Linked DNA regions of Zea mays: region 2 is linked to region 1. The links are chromatin contacts, called in public Hi-C maps. All regions are on one chromosome and are shown on one strand. The core of a region is the stretch at or near the end of the contact, and the rest is flanking DNA. Distances in the headings are between cores, read along the strand shown.

Region 1 (5,899 bases), core at 137-2,636:
CATCATGGCAAAATATATCATCCATTTGATCAAGCTTAAAAAGGTAACAATAGAAGCAATAATCCTTATTCTTCTCCACACTACATTCCAACCAACTATGTTGTCTAAACCAATGTTTTTGAAAGCTCCTTTTGTAATGTGACTGAGAAAAATTATGACCAATTGGTTGAGTCGGACCTTTATCTATCAAAGCCCTTATAACATCATCTCTAATATTAGGAGCAAAATAATCGATTGGAATACGAAGTCTCGGATCAGAAATAATGTGATCCGGGTTGAACCGATTTATACCTTCGACTTGACCATTAATATTTTCGCCATTGGCATCTGGAATACGTCCATTCTCTTCTAGAACATGTGCAACTTCTTCACTATTATTCTCTTGAACTCCAACTTGTATTTCGGGTTCATTGCAAACTCCACTAGCGTGAGTGCTTGGTCTACTTCCACTAGAAGCTTGACTGAAATAGCTCTTCACATCTATCATTTTACGAAGCATATAACATGTATTGCATAACTAGAAGACATTACAATAGGGAGTGTTCACATAATAAAGAGATACTTTTTGGGCCACATTCTTTGCCTTGTTTTTGTTTCTATCCATGTCTGATATTTGGAAATTGAAAAATCTGCAATGAAAAATCTATTAGATTAGGCTCGTTGTTTTGTTTCTATTTAAATTGAAAAATCTGCACAATGAAAATTGGAAGACATTACAATTTACAACCCTATCATACCAGGATCCAGACGACCAGGCGTGTGGCGGTCGAGCATCCTATGTGGCTGCGTCCAGGTGGGCGGCGGCCAAGCGGCCAGCCGGCCAGGCGCGTGGCGGTCGAGCGTCAGGCGGCCCGACGGAGCCGTGGTCCACGAAGGCGGCCAGGCCGCAGGCAGCCGCCACGTCGGTGCGGGACGCCTCGTTGGGCTGCTCGCCTACTCTGCTTGACTACCTCTACTCCTGGTCCACTCGGAGACGTGGCTGGCGGCTGGCGCCCATACTGGTGCCTGGTTGCCCTAATCTCTTACTAAGTCGGTCTAATGTATTACCCAGGCAATACTGGACCATACTGGGCCCTACGCCTCTGTTGCTGGCCATGACGCTAAAAATAACAGACTTCAGTGCCAGCGACGACAAATAAAGCTGCAATCCATCGTTGGGCTGAAAAAAAACTGTTCGTTTCAGATTAAAGTCGGTTATTTGAACTACTGCAACTGTAATCTATAAAGACAAAAATATTATATAAGCAGTAGAAGCTGTTACGGATTAAAGCCAAGTGAGCTGGAAGGGACAAATGGAAACGCAAAGAAGCAAGAAGCCGAGAGTTGTTGGATGTGTAGCAAAGCAAACGGCACATATGAAGCGACTGAAGAGGCAAGTCGAATCGCGTGACCGTTCCCCTTCGGCAGCGTCCTCCGCGTGTCTGTCCTCCGCGTGTCTGCTCGTTGCGGACACGGCCAAACTGAATTTTAATGACAGCTGATTTGGTGATCAGTAATCTCAAACAATATAAATTAATTATCTATTTGGTACTAACATTATATGCTAATTAGAATTTTATGTAACAAATTATTGATGGGTTGAGCCGCGAGCCGTAGCGCCGAGCCGGCTGGCTCTTTTCACAAGCCACAAAACAGGCTCGACTCGGGCTCGTTCGGAGCGTCGAGTCGAGTTGCTGCGAACCCAAGCCAGCTCATTGAGCTCAAGCCTTTTTCAGCTCTAGTGTTTGACATGACTCTATAGTAGAACTCCAAGCAGGAATTGGCAAGAGCATGTTAAACATCTTAACTCATGAGTTGCAAACTTCGTGGAGTTTTCAATGTTGTAGTACAGTTTTTTTATAGTACCTCTTGCTGCTCCGAAAACTTTAAAAGCAACATAAGTATAGAGTTTGGGATTATTTACCCGCCACTACCATAGATTATGAGAAAACAATTTAAACTCTATAACAGAGTTGCTCCACCCAGAGTTTTGGAGTGAAGCTGCTCTGCAGTGAATCAGAGCCATACCACGTGAAACACTACAGAGAAGCTCTATTGAGGCGAAATGTCAGTTGCTCCACCGAGAACTACGGTTGTTTTAACTAAACCGCTAGTGGAAATCGATTTCCACTGGCGTTTGAGATAATAAAACGTCAATATTAATCTTTTCCTAAAAGCATAAATGAGGCTTTAAAATTAGCAAAACATATTTTTTTTATTTAGGCGGCCTTACTTGTGTCCGGCCCGTCCAATGAAGACGAAGTCACAAGTCACAAAATTTTTCGCGCACAATTTTACTCTACGCGGCCGGTGAGAATCGAACAGACGACCTCAGCCTCACGTGTACCCTCTTTTTCCAATCCACTCATCACTAATTTCGTGTCTATATTGCAGTTTTGTTGTCCACATATTATAACCAACTGAGTGTAAATTAATTATTTGAGGTCATAAACAAATTCAAATTAAAAAGTTGTCAACTATAAAGTTGATTAACTTTTAAAGTTCTACAGCTTTTATTTTGATATTTTCCCATCTAAGGCCTATTGCAAAATTTGTATTTTAAATTTGACAAATTTAGATGCAGTTTTTGAGAGCCGAAATGATTTCAAATAAAAAGTTGTCAGCTACAAAGTTTCATAACTTTTAGAGATCTATAACTTTTGTTATAACTTTTATTTTGGTGGTTTTTTCCATTTGAGCTCATTTGAACATCACAAAAAATCAGAATAAAAATGATTTGTAGTGGCAGTTTTATTATAAAAATGATTTGTAGGCCCCAGTGGCGGTGGTGGTCGCACGAGGCTCGAACGAGTGGGCGACGACTGCACGAGGTGCGAGCGGCGACGTGCGACGACTGCAGGATATGTGTGTGGTGGCTCGACCAAGAGATGGCGGCCCGATCAAGCGAGGGAGGTGTCCCTGGTGTCTGGATCCCCGATAGCTCGATGAGGAGGTGGCGGACAATTCAGTGAGGATTTATGTTATATATGTCATTATTTATGCTATATCTGTAACTATTTTACAACGAAATCTAGAGTGCGTCCATCATTGTATCGCATGCCATATTTTCGCATGCGCACAATGGAAAGGGAATACCTTGATTTATGGTGTCTGTGAATGGCATAAAAAATCAAATTCTCTAATCAACTCCCCTAATCAAGTCCTCCAATCAAATCCCTTGATTTATGGTGGTCGCATGAATGTGGAGAAGTGTTGATTGGGAGTGAATCAACATTCACACTATATCTAACACTATTGACATTCAAACTTGAAATTTTTATGATCATGATTCGTCCCTCACGTTGGCTCAGTATTTACGGTCAAAACTAAGCATTTTTACGCTCAAAACCAAAGTACACTCGAACCTACAGTGCGTCCACCAGTGTACCGCATGTCATATTTTACGCGTGCATATTTAAAAGAGAATCCCTTGATTTATGGTGTATGTGACTACCGTAAAAAAATCCCTAATTAAATCTCCTAGTCAAAATCCCTTGATTTATGATAGCCACATGTACGTGGGGCTATTGGTTAGGAGTGAATCACCATTTACTCTATATCTAACACCATTTTTGCTCAAATTTAAGGATTTTTACGATCATAAATACAACACATCGGAGTTATCAATGTCTCTTACATTGACTTGATATTTACGTCAAACCTAAGATTTTTATGCTCAAAACTAAAGATTTTAATGCTTAAACATGAAGTGCGTCCATCAGTGTATCACATGCCATATTTTCCATATGCACAGTAAAAAGAGAATTCCTTGATTTATGGTGTTTGTGACGGTCTAAAAATTAAATATTCTAATCAACTCCTCCTAATTAAATCCTCTAATCAAATCTCCAAATCAAAATCCCTTAATTTATGGTGGACGAATGGCCGTGGGAGGTTGTTGTTTTGTAGTGAATCGACATTTACGTTATATGTTACACTATTTATGCTTAAATTTGGAGATTTTTACGATCATGTATACAACACATCAGAGATATCAACGTCTCTCACGTTGGCTTGGTATTTACTGTCAAAACTGGGGATTTTCACTATCAAATCTGACGATTTTTACGCTCGAACATGGAGTGCATCCACTAGTATATTGCATGCCGTATTTCCCGTGTGCACAAAAGAGAATCCCTTGATTTATATTGTCCTTGATTGCCATAAAAAAATCAAATTTCTTATTCAACTCTCACTACCTGCTATAATTTTAGGAGCTGCTGTAAAAATAGAAACCATATGTATGTTCTGATTGGTTGCCATAATTTTTGTATCTACTGTAGGAATAGAAACTGCATGCATATGCGTGGTGAAAGTACACGCCCCGCATGTTATATCTAGTAGAGGACGCGTCTAGTTAAGGTTTAAACTGTTGGAAGCCGTGAGCTCTCAATAACCTTCCATGTTACCAAACGTTATACACACGAGTAAAGAATTTACAATAATTATAATTGTCTGCTGGGCCACATCTGTCATCTTGTATCAACAGCATCACGCGCCAAGTCGCCACGCCAAGGGCCAAGGCCCAAGCCCAAGACGTGTAAAACCTGAGAACCAGAGTCTTGAGGAGTGTGAGTGGGGTTGTTGGTGTTAAGAAACTCTAAGAAAGGATTACGTACCGAATATATTTTTGAATGGTCTCACGATCTCTATATATATATATAACATGTACCCTCTCATAATTGTCAATACAGAAATAGGCCAAAGGTCAAACCCTATATCATGTTTCTTGTGTGTTTTCACTGTCGTGTTTTTGGGAAGGAAGCGAGATCTACAGCTTCTCCGCACTAATCTGCTGACGGGAGGGAAGAAAGCGGATCTAGAGATCCATAATAACGTAGTTCTTAACCGTTGCAATCTGTCGTTCTGTCAGTCTGTCGCCCAGTGACCCACGGAGACAGAGTGGCCTCAGGTAAAACAACATTTTCCTACAGCGCTTGCGAGGTGCAGGGCTGCTACCTGCAGGTGCCCATTGGGTTGAGGGCTTGAGGCCTTGAGGATTGGGCTGCTTTAAAAAAAATGATGAGCAGTCAAAAATTCACAATTCTAGTGAGATTGCATGGTGGCATGGTGCATAGAAAACAGTGTGGAAATCTTGTTACAATGATCGCGTCACGCTGAGTACGACCATAGTATTATTATTACAAACTAAACCTTAAAATAGGTTTCTATGTTAAATTTCAGATGACGCTTTGAATAAAATAGATCCTAACAATAATTAAAACACTAGTCTAACCAAAACATTCTTGCTAACCACACTTAATCTTTGCTAACCACACTTAATCTTTCGTTAGGCAAGGGCTACCCGACCCGACCAATGTAAAATCAGGTATGAGCCATAGTTTTTGACCCATATAATTCACGGGATGTGGTAAGTGCCATGATTTTTTACCCAAAATCTGGCCCAACCAAAAAAAACCCAACCAAACACAAAAAAAATCTGACTCAAAGCCAAAAAACCCAACCAAACACAAAAAAAACCGACCTGATACGTCCAACAGGGAGTCACGGACCAACCCGACTTGACATTAGGCACGGGTTAGGCACGTGCCGTGTCAAACGACCCACCTGTCGGGGACCATAATTAGTGGTACCCCCAAGACTCCTAAACTCGGCTGGTAATCACCATCAACACAAGTTGCAAAGGCCTTATGGGCGCAATTCAGGTCAAGGCTCCGTCCACTCAAGGGACACGATCTCGCCTCGCCCGAGCCCAGCCTCGGGCAGGAACAATAGCCCAGGTGGATTCACGCCTCGCCCGAGGGCCTCCTCAAGCAACGGGCACACCTTTGACTCGCCCGAGGCCCAGCTCGGGCAGGCTTCACAGTGAAGCAACCTTGGCCAGATCGCCTCGCCAACCGGCCGTATCGCAGGAGCATTTAATGCAAGGATCGCCTGACACCTTATCCTGACGCGCGTT
Region 2 (5,473 bases), core at 547-3,046, 360 kb before region 1:
CCACTCATGGCCTATGAGCCCCTTGGGTTGCAGCGCACTCATAACCTACGAATCCCTCAAATTGTGATGAATTTATGGCCCACACGCCCCCAGCCTGCGACTTATTCATGACCTATCGGGACTATGCCTGAGTGCGCAGACTGCCTCCAGGGCACAACAAGACAAGTCGCGCAGAGGCTCAGGCTATGAAGGCCAGGGGTCGACATAGATCGAATGATGGTGCTCGGGCCCCACACTGCTCACATTGTTCGCTATAAAGAACATGAGACAAACAGGCGACCCCGAGGCTCACAGACGCATGTAGTTTTACCGAGGTAGGATGCTCGGTTTTACCATGGCCCGATGACTCCTTATTGAGGAAGCCACCACTAGCCGACCCCCTCATCAGCCTATTAAATGAGGAGGTCCGCCCCGTCACACCTGATTTTAAAGGAAAAACCGAATGCATAGCATATGTATGCCAGGAACTATTTCCACACATATGTTGACGTCACAAGTTTAATATATCAAAGGAACAATGCATGACAGTGTAAATAAAGATTATAATAACATATTACACTCGAATCTGAAAGGGAAATAGACTTAAACATTTCCTATAATCGTTTTTGGTGTTTGACGTCCATCACAAACCACGTGGACTAACTAGTTTGCCTAGTTGATCATTTCTCAGGTGCATAAGTTTATCTACAACTATTCTAAGTCGACTGTTCGGAATACCGTAGATTATTCCGGACATGAGAAGATTTTTTTGAAAAATACCTATGCGCGGACCGTCCGGCCCCTTGCGTATGACCGTACGCGACACCAGGGTGAGCCTCGGGCAGGAACACTGCAAAAACACAAGTTAACACTGCGGGCCGTCCAAAGGAGAAGCAAGCACCGTCCGAGACCAAGCGCGGACCGTCTGGCATCAGGCGCGGACCGTCTGATCGTTTAAAACTAGAAAAACCCGAGAATTGACGGGTTCGGTAAAATGCATTTTTAGCGTCCACGTGGACCATCCGGGGTGCACGACCGGACCGTCTACGACTGCTTTATCCGACATCTGACGACGCATTAAATGCTGTATATCCGTTGATATAGCCGTTACTGCTGACCGTTGCGATTTTAGCCGTTGATGTGCAGGGGCGGACCGTCCAGACCAGGAGCGCGGACCGTCCGCGCTCAACAGAATTGGAGCAACAGCTATGAAGTGGTTGGCGGCTATAAATACAACCCCAACCACCTCCATTCAACACATCCAAGCACTCCACTCATTCACATTCAATACAAGAGCTAGCAATTCAATCCAATACACACTCAAAGCTTCCAATCTCTCCAAGTCCCATAATTAAGACAAGTGATCATTAGTGCTTAGTGAATTGAGATAGTGTGATCCGTGTGTTATTTGTCACTCTTGTTGTTTGGTTTAATGTGTTTTCTAGGTGATCAAGTAAAATTTTCACATAGGTACACCTACCCTTTTTTAAGTTTTAAGCATCATACCCACGGTTAAGGTGGTAAGGCGAGGTAAAGCGGTCGACTTCCTTTTTAACTTTTAAGCGGTAAGGCGAGGTACTAGCATGTAAATATAGAAATATATAGGAATATAATCTTAAATAGGTTTATTGATTTAATAGAGAAGTAAAAAAAAAGAAAAAAAGAAAACAGTTAAGATTAAGGTTATATGGGCCACCAGTTTCCCGGTCCATGCTAAACTCACCCTGCAGCCGCCACCTCATGAACTCACCCTGCAGCACCCTCAGGCCTCACCGCCTCAGCTGCCACCCTCACCCTGCATCCGAGAGAGAGAGAGGAGAGTTGCCGCCGGAGGGAGGAGGTCGCCGCGGAGGGGAGGGGCTCGCCGGTAGGGGACATCGCCGGCGCCTGGAGAGCTCGTGGAGGGGACAGCCACCGTCACCGCCAGGAGACAAGCGCCGCCGCCGCTAGGAATCAGGAGACAAGCGAGCGCGATGGTGAGCTCCGCACTGAGGCGCTGTCTCCCCTGCCATGCCTCTCTCTGTCATGCCTTCCCTCCCCATCCGCTGCTGGCCGCTGCCGGCGTCTTCCGTCGTTCATTCCAGTCCGGTGAGCATCCAACCCTCTTCTGTTCCTGTTCCTTCCTGGCCTCCCATGAGTGGTATCTCTTGAAACAAAAGATACCACACATGGGAGGTACTCGTGCTGTGTGATGCCCATAGTTGTTATACTTGCGTACCTTTCCCTAAAGTTGGTTATAACAGTAAGTTGAATTGAATGACCCTGGACATCTAGATCTGATGTGAATTTTGTCTAGCTTTCTCGAGCTAAAGACCATCATTTCCTTATACTTCTGGTGTAATAATGCTTTAAGAGTGAAGAATTGACTCTTGAATAGTCTCAATCAAGCCGATTTTGATATGCCTTTCTGGTTTGACTGTTTCTGTGCAGGGGATGGTGAGACTATGGACGAATTCGAAGAACGGTTGTTTGGGGGCAAGGACACAGACAAAGGATCACTCTACGAGAAGCTCGATAGGGCTGAGAACACTGGTAGGAGATACAATTTTGGGTTGTCCAAGGGTGGTTTCACTAGGTTAAGTGACAGTAGCAGCTCTGGTTTCCCTGGGTTTCCTGCATCTAGCGACAGGAGCAGTTCAGGATGGATGGATGGTTATGATTCTTTTAATGATGGCTTAAATGATACAATTGCTAATGCGGCACGCAACATCCAAATGGAGGAGGACGAGGACGTCGACGGTGACTGGGAAGATGACTTTGAGTTCAGGCCTGATGTTCGGTTTAGGCGAGGTTCAACGTATTCTGTTCGGGTAAGCAGTAGTTTGGTTTGTCAATAAATAGACAAAATTATCCGAGTTGTCTAAAATCTTTTGCAACCTATATGTTTTTGTTATCTACTTATCTTGTGCAAGCATTCATGAATTAGTGTATAAGTGTGTGGGCTAGAAATGTCTGCTATGCTAAAATCACAGTAAAAATCGTGTGTTTTACTATCAGATATTTGTTAACAAAATGAGAATTTCATTTCAAATACGCGGAAATACTCTTTATAATACCAATATACCATGTGTACTTTACAAATTTCTTTCTTCATTTATTAGTTTATTTGCTGATCTGCCCATGTGTGGTTGCTATTATAATGCCTTATTTCATTCAATCTGACAAGTGTAGGACCTTGACCTTAGAAAACCTGCAGCCGCAAAGAACCCTCCTAGACGACAGTTTGAAACAACTACAGCGGAGGTACTGAAGAAGGCTGATTTTAGGGTGAGTATGTCTGCCTGAACACAAGGAAAATTACTATGGTTGCTATTTTATATTGAAATTTGTATTTTGCTGTGGTCTATGGCTTTGTAAATTCTAGGGCTGCTAGGTAACAAAAAGTTCAGGAACACAAGGAGTCTATGCTGACCTCTTTTGTGCCACAAGTCTATGTTGATCTCAAAATCGTACTTTGTTTTTTTTTTAAATTAGAGGTCATAGCCTTGATGGCACCGCCCAAAATCCATTACAAATTTACTGTCAATATATGAATTTCCCTAAAATATCTTCATATGTATGTCTAGAGCATGACTAGTAATCACTGCTAAGTGCTAACTTTAAACATGTTTGGTCTGACATTTTCTTCTGATTTTACTACTTATGTTTGAATTTAGCAAATTCAAGACAGTTCATTGCAATAAAGTACATGCTAATCACTGTGCAACAACGACACCAAAAGCCTTTCAGTCCCAAGCAATTTGGATCATATAACATAGTAGGTCTTATGGTCGTCCTATAAAACTTGCCTTTTAGACGATGCTTGATAATCACTTGCCCAACACCTCGCCCTGCTAGCCCCATTACCTGATTTGGCTGCTGCAGCCACCATCGTCATGGTAGGGGGGGGGTGCCCCATATGACATCTGTCGACATTTGAATGGAAGGTCATTGTCGGCTCGACCTATGTTTCAATTGCAACGAAAAGCGAGCGCAGTCACAACTGCATGTGTCAGTGTCTGTTCTTGTTGGACTTGGCGGAGGCCAACAAAACATTGAAACGCTCATGGGTGGAGTTTTGACTTTTAAACATAAGAAAATATCAATATATCACAATTTGCGGTGGCGGACGAGTGGATGAGAGCAGGGGAGCACTAGAGCAGAACGACGATGGCGCCACAGTGGATGGACAACTAGCCACATAGTCGCAAGACAAAGACCAGTTTGGGGCTGCGCCCGCCACCTCGCTTCCCCTGTCTCCTCCTGGAGCCGGCGAATAGTCGGGAAGGCGGGACCTTTAGCGGCGGGACTACAGATGTGAGCACATGGTGCCGTCGGGTCTTGAGCGAGTATGATAGGGCAAGCATGTGGGGCGGACTGGACTGGGCCCAAAGAAGCTAAATTTTCACTCTGGTGTGTATGAGGAGGACTAAAACACTTCAAACGTTGCGTTTTATGGTTTACGACCATTAAACACTAAAACACGACATTTTACAGATGCAAAACGTCGGTTAAGGCCTAGTCCTGTAACATTTTAGCGTCTTAGCCTTTAATCAGCGTTTTGGCGTTTAAACGTTGTTTAAACGATGTTTAAATAACTATGCGAACGATGACGATGTTGTCTTCCACGACCCCCACACTATGTAGTCACTGTCGCATATATCGCTCCATGTGATCATGGGCGTCCGCACCAGCGACACCATGCGAGTGCACCTCCAAATGGACCACATTGGGCTCTGCGCCCACATCGACTTGGGATCGTCGCACAACTTCATTGTTGAGGAGGCCGTCTGTCGCACTAATCTCCCCATGGTCTACTGTGGCTCCACATCTGTCACGGTGACCAATGGCGAGTGTCCCCATGCATTGGTGTGTCTCGAGGGATGTCTTTCTCCATCGATGATGAACACTTCTCTGCTGACTTTTTCATGCTACCCATGGTAGGGTATGACATGGTGTTGGGTACCCAGTGGCTTGCCCTAGTTAGGTCCATCTTGTTGGACTTGTGGCCCTCACCATGTCTTTTTGGCACAAAGACCATCAGGTCTGCTGGCAAGGTGCGGTTTGGTAGGTTCCCCAAGTCTCTGCTCTTGTTGGGGATGCGACCTCTTGGAGGCCTTCCTTGTCGACTTTGCTAACGTCTTCATTGAGCCGCACGACCTTCCTCTGCTTCGGACATGCCACCTTAACATTGTCCTTCTGACAGGAGCTATGTTGGTCGACGTACGATTGTACTGCTACCTGGCCACACACAAAGTCGAGCTGGAGCACCAGTGGGCCGAAATGCTGCACCAGGGGTTCACTAGGCCGAGTTCCTTTGTTTCTTGCCTGTCCTCCGGGTGAAGAAGGCGGGTGGCTCATGGTGTTTCTGCGTCAACTACTGGGCTCTCACGCCATTACGGTCAAGGACACGTTCTCGATCCCCGTGGTCGACAAACTCGACGAGCTCCACAACGCCAACTTCACCAAGTTTGATCTCTGCTTCGACTATCACCAAGTTTGGATGAATCTGAAC

The links. A called contact is a pair of places that touch in the nucleus more often than the background predicts.
Region 2: a contact with region 1 is called in a Hi-C map of leaf, with 6 times the contacts expected there. The contact joins the promoter of LOC100191266 here to the enhancer-like site in region 1. A contact is called at or near these places in 2 of 25 Hi-C or Micro-C datasets (leaf and tassel).

Annotation. Positions count from the first base shown.
Region 1 is chr3:157,364,053-157,369,951 of Zm-B73-REFERENCE-NAM-5.0, reverse strand. No RefSeq gene overlaps it. Among protein-coding and RNA genes, the nearest start is that of LOC118476813, 51 kb to the left of the region's middle. Within about 2 kb of position 1,386, at least 19 of the 20 cell types and tissues checked have an H3K27ac peak or open chromatin away from gene starts, as enhancers often do. A contact at or near this core is called in leaf and tassel, where this site is marked.
Region 2 is chr3:157,720,710-157,726,182 of Zm-B73-REFERENCE-NAM-5.0, reverse strand. LOC100191266 reads left to right here and starts at 1,796. Exons shown (of 5, transcript NM_001136700.2): 1 at 1,796-2,067; 2 at 2,410-2,789; 3 at 3,151-3,246. The coding sequence starts at 1,953.